Linked DNA regions of Mus musculus: region 1 is linked to region 2. Evidence: chromatin contacts called from public promoter capture Hi-C data. All regions are on one chromosome and are shown on one strand. The core of a region is the stretch at or near the end of the contact, and the rest is flanking DNA. Distances in the headings are between cores, read along the strand shown.

Evidence for each region. Capture Hi-C pulls out chosen DNA fragments and counts their contacts.
Region 1: a contact with region 2 is called in a promoter capture Hi-C map of liver. A contact is called at or near these places in 1 of 39 promoter capture datasets (macrophages), 1 of 484 Hi-C or Micro-C datasets (nephron progenitors), 1 of 130 datasets of targeted methods (the HPC-7 cell line) and 2 of 9 other capture datasets (adipose tissue and liver).

What each region holds. Positions count from the first base shown.
Region 1 is chr19:32,245,008-32,252,632 of GRCm38.p6, forward strand. It overlaps Sgms1 (sphingomyelin synthase 1), which reads right to left. Exons shown (of 10, transcript NM_144792.5): 4 at 2,987-3,029. Among named protein-coding and RNA genes, the nearest start is that of Sgms1, 140 kb to the right of the region's middle.
Region 2 is chr19:32,103,560-32,110,230 of GRCm38.p6, forward strand. No RefSeq gene overlaps it. Among named protein-coding and RNA genes, the nearest start is that of Asah2, 3.8 kb to the left of the region's middle.

The sequences.
Region 1 (7,625 bases), core at 3,219-5,718, 140 kb after region 2:
TGAAGCGAGACAAAAGCACAGGCAGAAGCGGCCTCCCACACATAAGAACAGCCATTAACAAACCCAGACAATAACAAGTGGTGACAAGTGTCACCTGACCTTTTTGCTGTTTCGTGGGTTCCTTTTTCTTCCACCTTTCTCCACCCTTCTTCTCCCTCCTCCCTTTCAACCCCCTAACACCAGGTAGGAGAGAAGGAAGGCTAGAGAGGAAGGGGACACAATGTTGTTAGAGTACTTCCTGCTCATTAGGGGCCCTGAGTTCCTTGGAGCAAGTTTGCTCTTCAACATGAGGCTAATTTCTTTTCATCTATTTGCATCTGCCTACTTGACAAACTGCAACAAACCACAACCAGCAATATCCAATCAGCAGCTAGCCCCCTTTATCGGGTCTCTAGCATTGATATATGCCCTGAAAAGTTCCCAGAATTCATATGTCACACGCTCACAAAAAAATGTCAAAAGCACACCCCAGCTAGAACATGAGGCAAATCATAGCTGCTGTGGGCAGTCAGAAGCAGCTCCATATCCCACACCTGAGATTAAAACAAGAACACTCTTCTATTGCTGTGTCTTTAAAAACAAACAAACAAACAAACAAACAAAATTCTCACTTCAGACAAGATTGTGGAAAAACTGGAACCCTTGTACACTCTTAGAAATATAAAATGCTACAACTGGCATGAAGAACACACAGACAACTCCTTTAAAAAAATTAAACAGAAAACTACCATATGGTCTAGTAATTCCATTTATGGGACATATCTGAAAGGACTGAAAACAGGATTTTGAAGAGATATTTGCATACCTATATTCACTGTGGCTATTTTAATAATTGCCAAAAATAGAAGTCACCATACTCTATGTCCACTACCTAAATAAATGGATAAGGAAAACATGGTTGTATAATCAATGGAATACTATTCAACCCTTAAAAAGAAGAATCTATTATGTGCTGCTTCATGCATGCACGGTCAGGTTGTTAGAAAGTAAGCAGTCTCAAAGAAACAGCAGATTCCATTAATAAGGCTTAAAGAGAAAGGGGCTGGGAAGAGAAAGACCTGTTACTCTACAGTAAGTTACAATTTACAAAGATGAAAAAAGTCTCCAGACCTTTTAGGAAACATGATGTAGATTGCCATTACCTACCTCATACTAAATATGATCAATAGAGGTAAATGATGTGGTTGATTTTTTTCAAATCACAACAAAAGGGGAATAGCGAGGTTACCCTGGATTATCTAAATGTAATCACCAGGCTCTGAGAAGTCAAAAAGGGCAGACAGAGGGGCATGGTGCTCACAACCATGCATGAGGGAAATGGGAGTCCACAGAAGACTTGCCAGACTTAGTGGCTAAGTGAAAAACTCCAAAGCCAAAGAAGAAGAGGGATAGATGGAGGGAGGAAGGAATGGAGGGGGGAGAGAGAGGGAAAAAAAACAGAGGGAAAGGAGAGAGGGAAAGTGGAGAGCAGGGCTCAGCCGGGAACTTCAGAACTTCAGCATGGCTGGAACACACCACCAAACATCACAGAGCTCAGTCAAAACTATGTGTGGTCATATTAGACTTTAAATTATATATATATTTGCATACATATACACACACTATAACATAATTGCATTAAGACAAACGGAGATCTGGGCATAATGGTATATATCTAATAATCCTAGAGGCTGAGGTTGAAGGACTCTTGAGTTTGAGGCCAGCGTCAGCCTACAGTCCCTCCCCACCCCTAATAAAAGAAAAGGGTAGAAGAAGGTGGTGGAAGAAGAGAAGGAAAAGAGAAGGGGTGGGAACAGCAGGAAGGAAAAGTGAACCCTAAGAGTCATGGGTCATCTTTAAATCTTCACTCAACAGGAAGCAGGACAGAAATCTAATGTCTTTAAAGAAAGCACTAAAGTGACACTTAAAGCATTTTCTATGTTTTGAAACAGAGAGATACACAAATTCCAGGAAATACAACCAAAAGAGCTGAAAGTGTCTACCCTGAGTCAAAGGGGCCATGGGAAGCTACTAACCAATTGTCCTGGATAGTTTTATATCAACTTAACAGAAGGTAACGTGACCTCAGAGGAAGGAACCTTAAATAAGAAAATGCCTTCCTAAGATCAGACTCTAGGTAAGCCTGTAAAATATGCTCTTAATTCCTGAGGGATGAGAGAGGGGTCAGCTCACTGTGGGTGGGGCCAGCTCTAGGCTGGTGATCCTGGGTTCTATAAGAAAGCAGGCTGAACAAGCCATGGAGTGCAAGCAAGAAAGCATCACCTCTCCACGGCCTAAGCATCAGATCTTGCCTCCAGAGTCCTGTCCTATTTGAGGTCCTGTCCTGACTTCCCTAGACTATGAACAGTGATATGTAAGTATACGCTGATATAAACCCACTCCTCACCAAGTCACTTTAGTGATGGAGTTCCGGCAGAGCACAGTGACCCTAAGACACCAATGTATATGCCACTGCTTGAAAAATAAAATGAGCACGGAAACAAGAGAAAAAATATTGAGCTCCCAAAAGCAGTAATAGAAACTGTTCCCAATGGCAGTCCTCAATGCTTATCTTGAAGAATAACGCCAACAACTGTCCTGACAGTACACAAACGGACATTAGCAGTCTGGACTCAAGTTTCAGGTGCCAGCACCATACAAAAAGTCCAAAAAGTCTGGGTGGCAAACAGCTAACCTACTATACCATGCTGTGAGAAGTGCAGCCAACACTCTGAAACACAACTCTTACAATGAAAAGTATGATGTAATTCATGCCACTAAATACTTGGAAGAAAATTACTCTGGGCTAGACAAAAGTAATATTTATATTTTGAATAAGTAAGTGCATGTTCAATATACACCCACAGCTAAATTAATTAAGTGGGATGTGTTTACTGCTGAATCTCTGCAACCTTTATATATGCAAGTTGACCATGATCATTACTTTAGATTTCTCTGAAGACAGAAAATAAACACTAGAGCATAAAAGAATTAAACGTCCATTTACCTCAATCATGCTGTTACTTTTCTTCATCAGTCTTTCTTCCGGTCTAGGAGAAAATTAGAACATATAAAGTGCATAATTAAACCTTCACATAATGAGCTGCTTATAATAATTTAAAGAGATAAGACCATTATAACCCTTACTATCTGTCCATTGGTCATTACTAACCCTCATAATAAACAGTCCATTACTCCCTTTGTTGTCTGTCCATTGAGAAATAGATTTTCTTGCCTCCCTGCCAGCTTCACCTTGGTTATCCTGATGCAGACATAAACCTGTGATTGGACAACAGGCAGAGCAAGCCTATGCCTGGAGCTAGGAAAGGCTGTGCACCAGGACCACCTAAGGGTTCATCCTCGGATTCCCAATCCTGTACCTTAATGGCGTATCCCCCCTTGATTCAGATTAACTGCTAGCTTACTATAGAAACAGATCCAGGGGAACAGTACAGTTTTTAACCCATAATGATTAGAACTCTGGCAGAAAAGGGCAGCAAGATGTTTGTCTCTTCCTTTTAATTACAATATAATCAAGAGCAGCTGAATGAGATAAGCAAGGAGCACACAGAGGTGTGTGATCAAAAATCCTGCACAGAGCCATGAATCCACTGACAAAAAGGCTTCATCCCATTTCGTCAAAGATTGTCTCAACTAAATAAAACATGAGCCTTTCATCATGTATGTGTGAATAATGACACAAAACACATGCATGTGAATCAATGTACCATATAGAAAAGAAAATGAAATCTTTTTTTTTTAAAAAACAACAACAACAAAAACAACATGGCAGGCAGGCACAGGGGATCATGCTTTAATCCAACACTCAGGAAATTAAGTAGGAGAACTGTTAAGTCTGAGGTCAGCTCGGGTAACAGTGAGTTCAAGACCAACCTGACTCACAAACTGAGACCCTGTCTCAAAATAAATACATTAAATAAACCACATTTTAAAATTAATATACACGTGAATTACTCTCATACACAAAAATAGGAAACCAAACAAACCTAACTGTAACCCCACACATTGGTCCTGCCTGGAGGCAAAGTTACTTGGGATCATTGTTATTCCGGGAGGCTGAGAATCCTTAGAACTGGATCAAAATAAAACATTTTAAGGCCACAAAAAGGAAATGGTAGTTGGCTGATAGCTAATACTATTCAGGAAGACACCGCCATGCTGGTGATGAAAGCACTTTGGCTAATGGGTTGTCAGTGGCAAAGTCTCCAGAGACTTCAGGTCAGGGAAGTTGTTCCTGACAGACAAGTAGGGAATGGGTCTTCCAATTACCAAGCCAGACTCTATGAAGATAACAGGCAGAGAAAGAGGAAGAAGGAAGGAAGGAGACTGCCAAAGGGAGTTCCGTTTTCTCTCTACAGGTATACAGACAACTCAATAAAGTAAAGATAACCTCACCAGTAAGTGGTGGAAGTTAGACCAAGTTCCTAATGCACTACCCCACACAGTCTGCCAAGTCCCAGAGCAAAGGTCTGGCTTCAGTCCCCTCCCAGCCACAGAAACCAAGAGTCCCACAGCAGTGCCACAGGTGCTATAAACAAAGGAGAGTGTTCACAGGAAAGAAGTTGTGGAATGGGATCTAGGGTCTGATGTGCTGTTCCTGCCCAGAAGTCACTAAAATCAGAAGACACATCATTCAGAATCCACACTTACAAATTACCCAATGGTCATGTCCGGAGAGCAGGCCCTTACCAATCTATACCCCAGAGAAGAGCCCTCAAGAGAAACCTTTCGAATCCCAACCTGTACTTCAGAAACCTGCTAAGTGGCCTTCTTACTCTCTGCAACGAGAGACACCAGAAGATCACGGTGTCCCTCACAGGTAGCTGCTGATGGACACAAATGCCACCAGCTACCCAGAGAACAACATGCCAAGCCTCTGTCAATATTTCCTTTTGATAATAAGTAATTTCAAAAAATGGGGTCAAAACAGGAACATAGTTCAAAAAAGGGAAGTTTCAATTATACCATTTGAGAAAAAAGTAGTAGCTACTTGTTAAAGACAGTTTGTACAGTAGCCAAGATAGGAGGGTTTTTTTGGTTTTTTGTTTTTGTTTTCTTTTGTTGTTGTTGTTTTGTTTTTTTAGTTTTTCAAGACTGGGTTTCTCTGTATAGCCCTGGCTGTCCTGGAACTCATTTTGTAGACCAGGCTGGCCTCGAACTCAGAAATCCGCCTGTCTCTGCCTCCCGAGTGCTGGGATTAAAGGTGTGCACCACCACGGCCAGCTAAGATAGGAGTTTTTAAAGGTCTTCCTGCATCCCTGATGATAAATATAAAATTGTACCTCAACTCCATTGTATTCTGCCACACGACATGCCCTTACATTCAATCCCTGCAAGAACTGGGTGGGATGCTGGAAGGAGCCTAGAAACCTCAACCTCGTCAGTGTAGTAGACAGTAGACAGCTCAGAGGCTGCATAACTTCTCCACTGTCACACCAGAGAGAAAAAGCATCCCAAGTCAAGTGTGCTGGACCACTTGGGCTATAACGCTGGCCATGATGTGCTAGCCTCGAGTCCCATCCCCTGAGTCTGTCCCAGGACATTTCCCAGTTCCACGTTATTTGGACTCTGATCTTAAGAAGGCATTTAGCATCCCTTCCTTCTATGCAATGGTAACAAGGGTCTTGTTAGCCAGGAGCTTGAGGGCAGAAAGGAAAAGGAGGCTTGGAAACACTCCTTGTAAAGGAACAGAACTGTGAGGGCAGAAGCTGAACTGTGAGGGAGGGCAGTGCGTGCACCCTGGGGAGCTTCCTTGGATGGTGGTACTCAGCATAGAGAAAGCACAGTCAAAGCCACAGGCTTACTTTTGCAGTGGAGGTGCTCTGTGAAGACACAAGACCTTTCTGGAACTAGACAAGCATGGTAACTAACAGACAAGTGTGGACGAATGTCTACAGAGTGGAAATCCCCACTTATCCTTGCAACTAGGACTTTAAACATTTAATTGGGATCCAATTAAAAAGGGAAATTAAACAAGACCTAAACAACAATGACACCAATAGACCAACAGGGAGGGGAAAGGCTCATGAGGCCTCAACCCTAGAAAAATAAAATACAGTCAACTGGCAACAGCACAGAGCAGGAGAAAAGGTCTTCCCGAGGGGCAGCCCCATAAGTGGTCATCCAGCACCAAGTGGTCAGACCTGAGATCACAAACAAATGACATTACACAGAATGATCAGGGGCGTGTGTGCATGCGTGCGTGCGTGCATGCGTGCGCACAGGCATGTAAGCAACTGAAGAAAAAGAGACCATGAACTTGAGGGTGAGCATTGATGGGGAGATCCCATGAGAGGGGTTGGAAGAAAGGAAGAAAGAAAAGGGAAAATATAATTATAATTCAAAGAAAATACATTTTTTAAAAGTAAGGTAGAAAGCCGGGTGTGGTGGCGCATGCCTTTGATCCTAGCACTTGGGAAGCAAAGGCCAGCCTGGTCTACAGAGTGAGTTCCAGGACAGCTAGGACTGCACAGAGAAACCCTGTCTCGAAAAACCAAAAAAAAAAAAAAAAAAAAAAAAAAAAGTAAGGTAGAAACTGGTCTAGACACAAACCCAGTGACAGGCAGAAAAATGTTGTGGGCCCGGGGGTGTCTCCTATTCCTCAGAACCTGGTACAGCCATTCTTAAAGGCTGTACAATCTCCCTGTCTACATTTGTAGGGCCAGCCCTTTCAAATCTCTTTCATCAGGAATGCCACATTGTTTTTTGTTTACTGGGTTTTGGGAGTTATTTGTTTGTTTGTTTGTTTGTTTTTGCAAAGTGGCAATCTGATTCACTAGCCTTTGGCCAGCTGTTGACAGACAGTGCTGCTCAGAAGCGGCCCTGAGAGACAGTGAGGACCACTGTGTCACAACTCTGCACCAAGCACACATGGTGTGGAAGCTGCAGCAGCGTGCTTTGCTTTTGAAGCCCGATACAAGCCGATCATAGTTCAGTTATTTGTTCCTGGAGGGAGATGATATATAATTAAACATGAATAATATAGAAAGACCAGTAATGGCATAAGAGCAATTTAGATACATTTTCTCACTAAGACTACATTTTATTAGAACAACAACAACAACCCTGAAAAGGCTTTCTTACAAACAATAGATTATTGGAAATCTAAGAATTTGGCTTTAAAGAGTGAAGAGGCTTTGAAGAACAGCCTCTACATCCCTGCTATCTCTTATAACGTGCTGAAATGTGTCAGAGGCATAATATCTGACTCTAGGGGCTAAAAAGTATAGTCTCTCTCTAGAACAGTGGTTCTCAACCTTCCTATTGCTACCACCCTTTAGTATACTTCTTCAAGTTCTGGTGACCCCCAAGCATAAAACTTATTTTCATTGTTACTTCATAACTGTAGTTTTTCTACAGTTATTAACTATAATGTAAATAACTGATATGCAGGATATCTGATATGTGACACCCTCCCCCCCAAATGGGTCAAGACCCACAGGTTGAGAACCACTGTGCTAGCCCCATTCAAAGGCTTTCTGTTGCCAGCACCTAGAGCTGGTGTCAGCCCACTTCACAGGGAGAGCTTTCCAGTGTCCTTAGGGAGTCCTTACATCTCAGCTTCGGTGCATGGCCTTGGCTGTGAGAGACTAACCAAGAAACCAAATGGGTGAACTGGATGTACG
Region 2 (6,671 bases), core at 3,397-5,896:
CATTCGCTCAGCCCAACCTGCTTGTCCTCTGTGATTTGGAAAGCAAGCAGTTCATTGCCAAGGATATCAATTGCGTGCCACAGAGACAAAAGTAGACAGTCGCTGCAGAGGCTGGAGTAAAGAACATTTTGAATAAAGGACATACATTCTAGGAAAGACGTTTCTGGACAGATTGCAACTTGATGGAGAAGATTATTATTCACATGTAGTAAACATACCTTAGTAATTTGGATAAACAGATAAAGCTATATTTATATTTCCCATAACACCCCTCCAGGCAACCGCCCCCCCCCCAAAAAAAAAAACAAACCCCAGCTTCTTGCAATATTGCCCTACAGTTACCAGGGCTCCTAGTAGGGCAGGTAGGGGAGTTGAAGAGGGTCAATCTTCTGAGCCTTTGGGAGTTGCTTTACAAGTATGAAAGTCAGGGACAGAAAGCAAAGCCAGTATAGGATCAACTTCTGTTTTTTGTTGTTTCCTTCTGGGCCTTTTCTTCTTGGGACAGGTAATCATGGTATTTTCATAGCCTCGACTCACAGCCATGCCCTGGCCTCCTGGGCCTCTGGAGTGATGGTATTTCAGAAATGTGTCCCATGCTTGGTCCTGGCTCTGGTCTTTGCAGTTTACCTCATCCCCCCCACTCCCCCATGTCGCTATACAGAAGCCTCATGTACCTAGAATCCCCAAAGAAGACTGCTCCTCTTGGCTTATAAATGGGTTGCTACATAGAGTGCCAAGGCATAAATCAAGGTATAGCAAGCCTCTAGCTTTCTTCAGGCTACAGAGTTCGCTGTGGCCTCAGAAGGAAGTAAAAAGTTAAGTACAAAGCTGGCAGGTGTGACAGTGTTTGCTAAAGACTGAGCTATTACAGGTAATCATCCCTCCATGGGGAGACCCGGAAGGCCAGCAGGAGCCTTGGCCCTTTCTCCTCCTCTCTGCCATCTGGAACGGCAAGGGCTGCCTTCTGAGGTTTATTTTCTGCTAACTGGGCTCCTAGGCACCAGGGCCTCCTTTGCCTAAACTTCGTCTACCCTGGGAGTCTCAAAGCTTCCAGAAAAGAGTGCAATCTACCTGTGAAGAAGGGGAGAGCACAGACCACCTGGGGAGCAGAAAGGACACTAACAAAGGCAGCTACATTGAAGCTTGCCTCACACCAGCAAATGTGCTGACCACTTTAAATGTACTTCGTAAGAAAGATCACCAGAAATGCCAGAAAAATCCGGGTTTCCTACTCCTTCCCAGTCTACCCTATGGTCAGGGCTGCCCTGTACCTGAAATCTGAGCTAAGAGAAATCAAAAGTGACAGAATTGATCCCACAGAGCAAACTGAGAAGGGGGACCCCTATCAATAAAGTGACCAGAGGAGGCTGGGAAGACACAGCACAGAAGAGAAAACGGAACGGGAGTGTCAGGATGTCTAATTTCAGTTTTATCGAGAAAGATCATCATTTCTTCCTTAAGGAAAATCCATCACCAACCCATTTGGACATCTTAATTTTGTTTTGTCATCTGTAATTACTGTGACGTGCTCACAGCTGGTCCCATTTCCTAATTCTCGGACTGGAGCCAGATGACATGTGTGTTCAACTTATGAGAGTTAAGGAGCGTCACCTGTGAGCATGTGATACTTGAGCGACGTTTATCATTTTATTTTATTCTGTCAAGTAAAAAGTAGGAAGTCTCTCTGATTGGAGCTAAAGTAACAATAACAGTAACAAATTCAATAACAGTAACAATGATGGATGTTATTATCGCAACACAGACCGGCCAAGGAGGGTGTCCCAGCTGTTCATTATCTTAGGATCCAAGGACAGCTTAAGGATCCATATCTGGCCCTGCTAGAGGAACAGGGCACCTGTGTCCACAATCATATTTAAGAGCAAGAAAAACTTCCAAGAAGTTGCTCTAGGAATTTCTTGTAAAATTAAATATAAGCTCAGAAAGTTGGACATAGCTCTACTGAAAGATTCAGCAATACCACTCCTGGGCATATACGCAGAAGATGCTCCAACTTGTAATAAGGACACATGCTCCACTATGTTCATAGCAGCCTTATTTATAATAGCCAGAAGCTGGAAAGAACCCAGATGTCCCTCAACAGAGGAATGGATACAGAAAATTTACTCAGCTATTAAAAACAATGAATTCATGAAATTCTTAGACAAATGGATGGATCTGGAGGATATCCTAAGTAAGGTAACCCAATCACAAAAGAACACAAATGATATGTATTCACTGATAAGAGGATATTAGCCCAGAAGCTCAGAATACCCAAGATACAATTTCCAAAACACATGAAACTCAAGAAGAAGGAAGACCAAAGTGTGGGTACTTCGATCCTTCTCAGAAGGAGTAACAAAATACCCATGGAAGGAGTTACAGAGACAAAGTTTGGAGCAGAGACTGAAGGAATGACCATCCAGAGACTGCCCCACCTGGGGATCCATCCCATAAACAGCCACCAAACCCAGACACTATTGCAGATGTCAACAAGAGCTTGCTGACACGAGCCTGATATAGCTATCTTCTAAGAGGCTCTGCCAGTGCCTGGCAAATACAGAAGTGGATGCTCACAGCCATCCGTTAGACGGAGCATAGGGTTCCCAATGAAGGAGCTCGAGAAAGGACCCAAGGAGCTAAAGGGGTTTGCAGCCCCATAAGAGGAACAACAATATGAACGAACCAGTAACCCCAGAGCTCCCTGGGACTAAACCACCAATCAAAGAAAACACATGGTGGGACTCATGGCTCTTTTTATTAGATATTTTCTATGTAGCAGAGGATGGCCTAGTTGGTCATCAATGGGAGGAGAGGCCCTTGGTCCTGTGAAGGTTCTATGCCCCAGTATAGAGAAACACCTGGGTCAGGAAGCAGGAGTTGGGTAGTGGGGGGAGGGGGAGAGGATAGGGGATTTTCAGAGGGGAAACTAGGAAAGGGGATAACATTTGAAATGTAAATAAAGAAAATATCTAATAAAAAAGGAAAAAAATTAAATATAAGTCTACCACCACAGCCCATCAATTCACACCTCCATATTTATCCACAGGAAAACACACACACATGCATCCCAGCCTGGGCACTGTATGCTTATGCAGGGATATTCTTGGCTGCTTTATTCATACCAATACTCACCAAGAGTTGAGCTGTGGCATGCTTGTTCAATTTGTTACTACTCCCTAACAGAAAGAGTGAATTGTACACACACACACACTTAAATGTAACTGTGATCCAAGAGCTGGCAGAAAGAACTTCAGAGAAGAAGAATATTCATTCCATGATCCTTTGGCCCTACGCCTTTATACAGGATGTCATGGCATGGGGAGTGTGGAAGGGAAGCATTACTCACTTCCAGGGCAATCAGGAAGCAAAAAGAAAGGAAATATGGACATTGAGATACCTTCCTCACTTTCCATTGTGTCAGGGTTCCCATGTCATGGGCTAGCGCTGCTCACAGTCAGCCCTAAGAGGTCTTCTCTGGGAAAGCCTTCATATATACACCCACAGCTATTTCCTCAGAGACCCATTTGCAACTCCTGAGAGAGAGAGAGAGAGAGAGAGAGAGAGAGAGAGATCTCCTGCCAGGTAGAGTCAAGGCAGCTCTGGGCCTACAACCCAGGCTCAAGGCTAGGGACTGAAGATTCTATTGACCTTGGTGGAAGAACAGAAAGGTTTGGAGATGGAACCAAATGTCTTGTGTACATTTTAGCAAAATTGTTTCTGTTATCTTGTGTCTTTGCCTCCCATGGCCCTGTAGTATAAAAAGGCTATGAGAAATACATTTGCTACTGACTGGTATTTACCAGTGTTCTCCCGTACCCGTCTCTTTCTTCTTCCTATCTTTCTATCTTTCCCCCCTTCCCCATCAGAGGACTTTGCAACGTCAGGACCAGTGCAGTGTGGTGTCTCAAACAGAGGTCAGCTCTGAGAGTATAGGGGATTAAGTGGGGGAAATCCGGAGCACTCCGAAAAGGTAAAGGTATGTTGAGAATTTCCTCCGAGGTACAGACATGGGAGAATACAGATAATTGGAAAAAACTGAGGAGATCGTAAAAAGTAAAAGTCCAGGGGAAAAAGTGGGAAATGGAAACGGCCGTACGCTTCTTGAAGTAAACATGCTATGCCATATGCTTGGTTAAAGTGGAGCAACAGCAATCACATAATTGTTTTAGATCTTGTAGTGAACGGTTGTCCTTGGTTTCCTGAGGAAGGTACAATAAAGTTAGCAACCTGGAAGAAGGTTGGGGAAAGACTTCAAGTTATTACCATGTGCATGGACCAGGTAAAGTGCCTGTAGATACCTTTAGCCTTTGAACCTTGATAAGAGTTAGGAGAAGTGGCTTTTGGAGAGGCCAACCCGGTCCGAAAGAGATGGAAACAGAAAGTAAGCTGTTCCGGAGTGGCTCAGGAGGCTCGCAGCGGGCGGGCGGGCGGGCCGCTGGTCTCCCGTCTCCAGCAGGCCCAGCTCGGTGCTTGCTCTCTGCCCGGGCGTCCACAGACCCCTGGGGCAGGCAGGGGTGGAGATGGCGGCAGCGGCGAGACGGGGGAGAGAAAAGGCTCCGCGATTGAGCCGGGAGAGAGAAGTGGCGCAGGAGAGAGCACAGGACCCCGCAGCCCGAGCGAGCGAGCGGCCTCCTGGAGCGCTCTCGCCCCTCCCTTTTCCTGCAGCTCCCTCCTCCTCCAGAGGCAGCAGGCCACCAGCTCCAGGCTCACAGCTCAGGCACTGACAAGCAGTAAGGAGTCCTGATTTCCACGGAGAGGGCCTCAAATTTACATTATGGAAACTAACATATATCATACAAGCAAGTCAGGGATTATGTACATTGAAACATGTCTAGTCTATAAAGTTTATGTTTTATTTGTGTCCTTAGTAACTATATACATATTTACTACATCCATATTCACACATGCATGTGTGTATATAAATTATTCACATTAAAAATAAATTATACGTTGAATAGAAGTTATACAAAATAAATACAGATTATATACGGTAAATATAAATTATATACACTGAATGTGATTTATATACATTATAACTGCATACATTATATACAATGAATAAAAATCATGTACACTGAATAAATATTAATGATATATTTTAAATGAAAATGATGTACATTAGGTGAAAATTAGATATGTTAAAATATGAACTATATATAAGTTAAATCTATAAAATATGAGTTATAATCTATATAAAATACATAATTTCATATTTCCTCAAGGACAGGGAATTATGGAATGAGCCCCTGGAGATCTAAAAAATCATTTGTGACCCCTTAATGCATATAGTTCCTCGTGTTGTAGTGACCCTCTCCCATAAAATTATTTTTGCTGCTACTTCATAACTGTAACTGTAATTTTGCTACTGCTGTGAATGGTAACATAAATACCTGTGCTTTCCAACTGTCCTAGGCCATCCCTGAGAAAATTTCGGGCGACACCTTCAAAGGAATTGCAACCCACAAGTTGAGAACCACTGACCTAGGAGATTGTTGATAGCGGTGTACTGGTCCAACCAGTACGAACTCAAACAGTCCTGTGTGTGTGTGTGTGTGTGTGTGTGTGTGTGTGTGTGTGTGTATGACACTTACCATAGATGAATATATAAATATAAGCAGAGTAAAATAAACCAGATGTCGAGAATACTTATTGAATACATGGTATTATGGGAAAGTCGTGGAGGGGTAGATACATATCTCAGTGGTAGAGCATTTGCCTAATCCTACCACAGTAAAAAAGAAGGAAAATAAATATGTGGCTATCATTGCTGTACTAAAGCACCATGACCAGAAACAACTTGGGGAGTAAGGGGTCTATTCAGTTTACATACCCTGGATTACAATCCACTGACAATGTATCAAATAGGACATGATCCCTCAAGGGATGGTGAGGGTAAGATTTTCATTGTAGATAAGAGGGAGAGTGAAGTCTTTCTCATATCTTCAATACAACATAAAGAATCCCTCATATCTACAATCAAATATGCACCAGAGGAAGAGTCCAGAGCAGGGAGAGAAAGTAGTAGACCAAACATGGCCAGGAGACTGATCCAGACCATGAGAGGGCGTGGGGAGAGGGGGACCAAGAGAGGAAGACAAAAGAGAGAGGGAGCCAAGAGAACCCATGGCGGAGATGGCAGAGGAAGGAGAATCTGAGGAAAGGGAACCCTGCGAGCTGGGGAAGTGTAGGGTAGCCCATGGGGTGAGAACCCCAAGATGCCAGAATAACTGGCATTTATGATGCTGAGAGTTAGGAGGCCAGCATGGGCTTTGATATGCTAATAGGCACCAGACTTAGCTATTTGTCCCAGTTCTTTGGACCCCAGCAGGAACTCATTCTGGGTGGAAACCTGGAGGCAGGAACTGATGCAGAGGCCTTGGTGCTGCTTACTGGCTTGCACCTTCTGGCTTGCTCAGCCTGCTTTGGCATGGAACCCAGGCCAGCTCACCTGCAACAGGCTGGGCCTTCCCTTATCAGCCACTGATTAAGAGCATGTCCTACAGAATTACATACAGCCTGATCGTGTGGAAATATTTTCCTAACTAAGGTCCCCTCTTCTCAGATGAGTCTCCTTGCCTGAAGGTGACATAAAAACTAGCAAGCATGGTAGTAGAAACAAATAGTGGGACTTTACCTCAGCTCTTCATGGCTAGTCAAGGTTGACTGGAAAA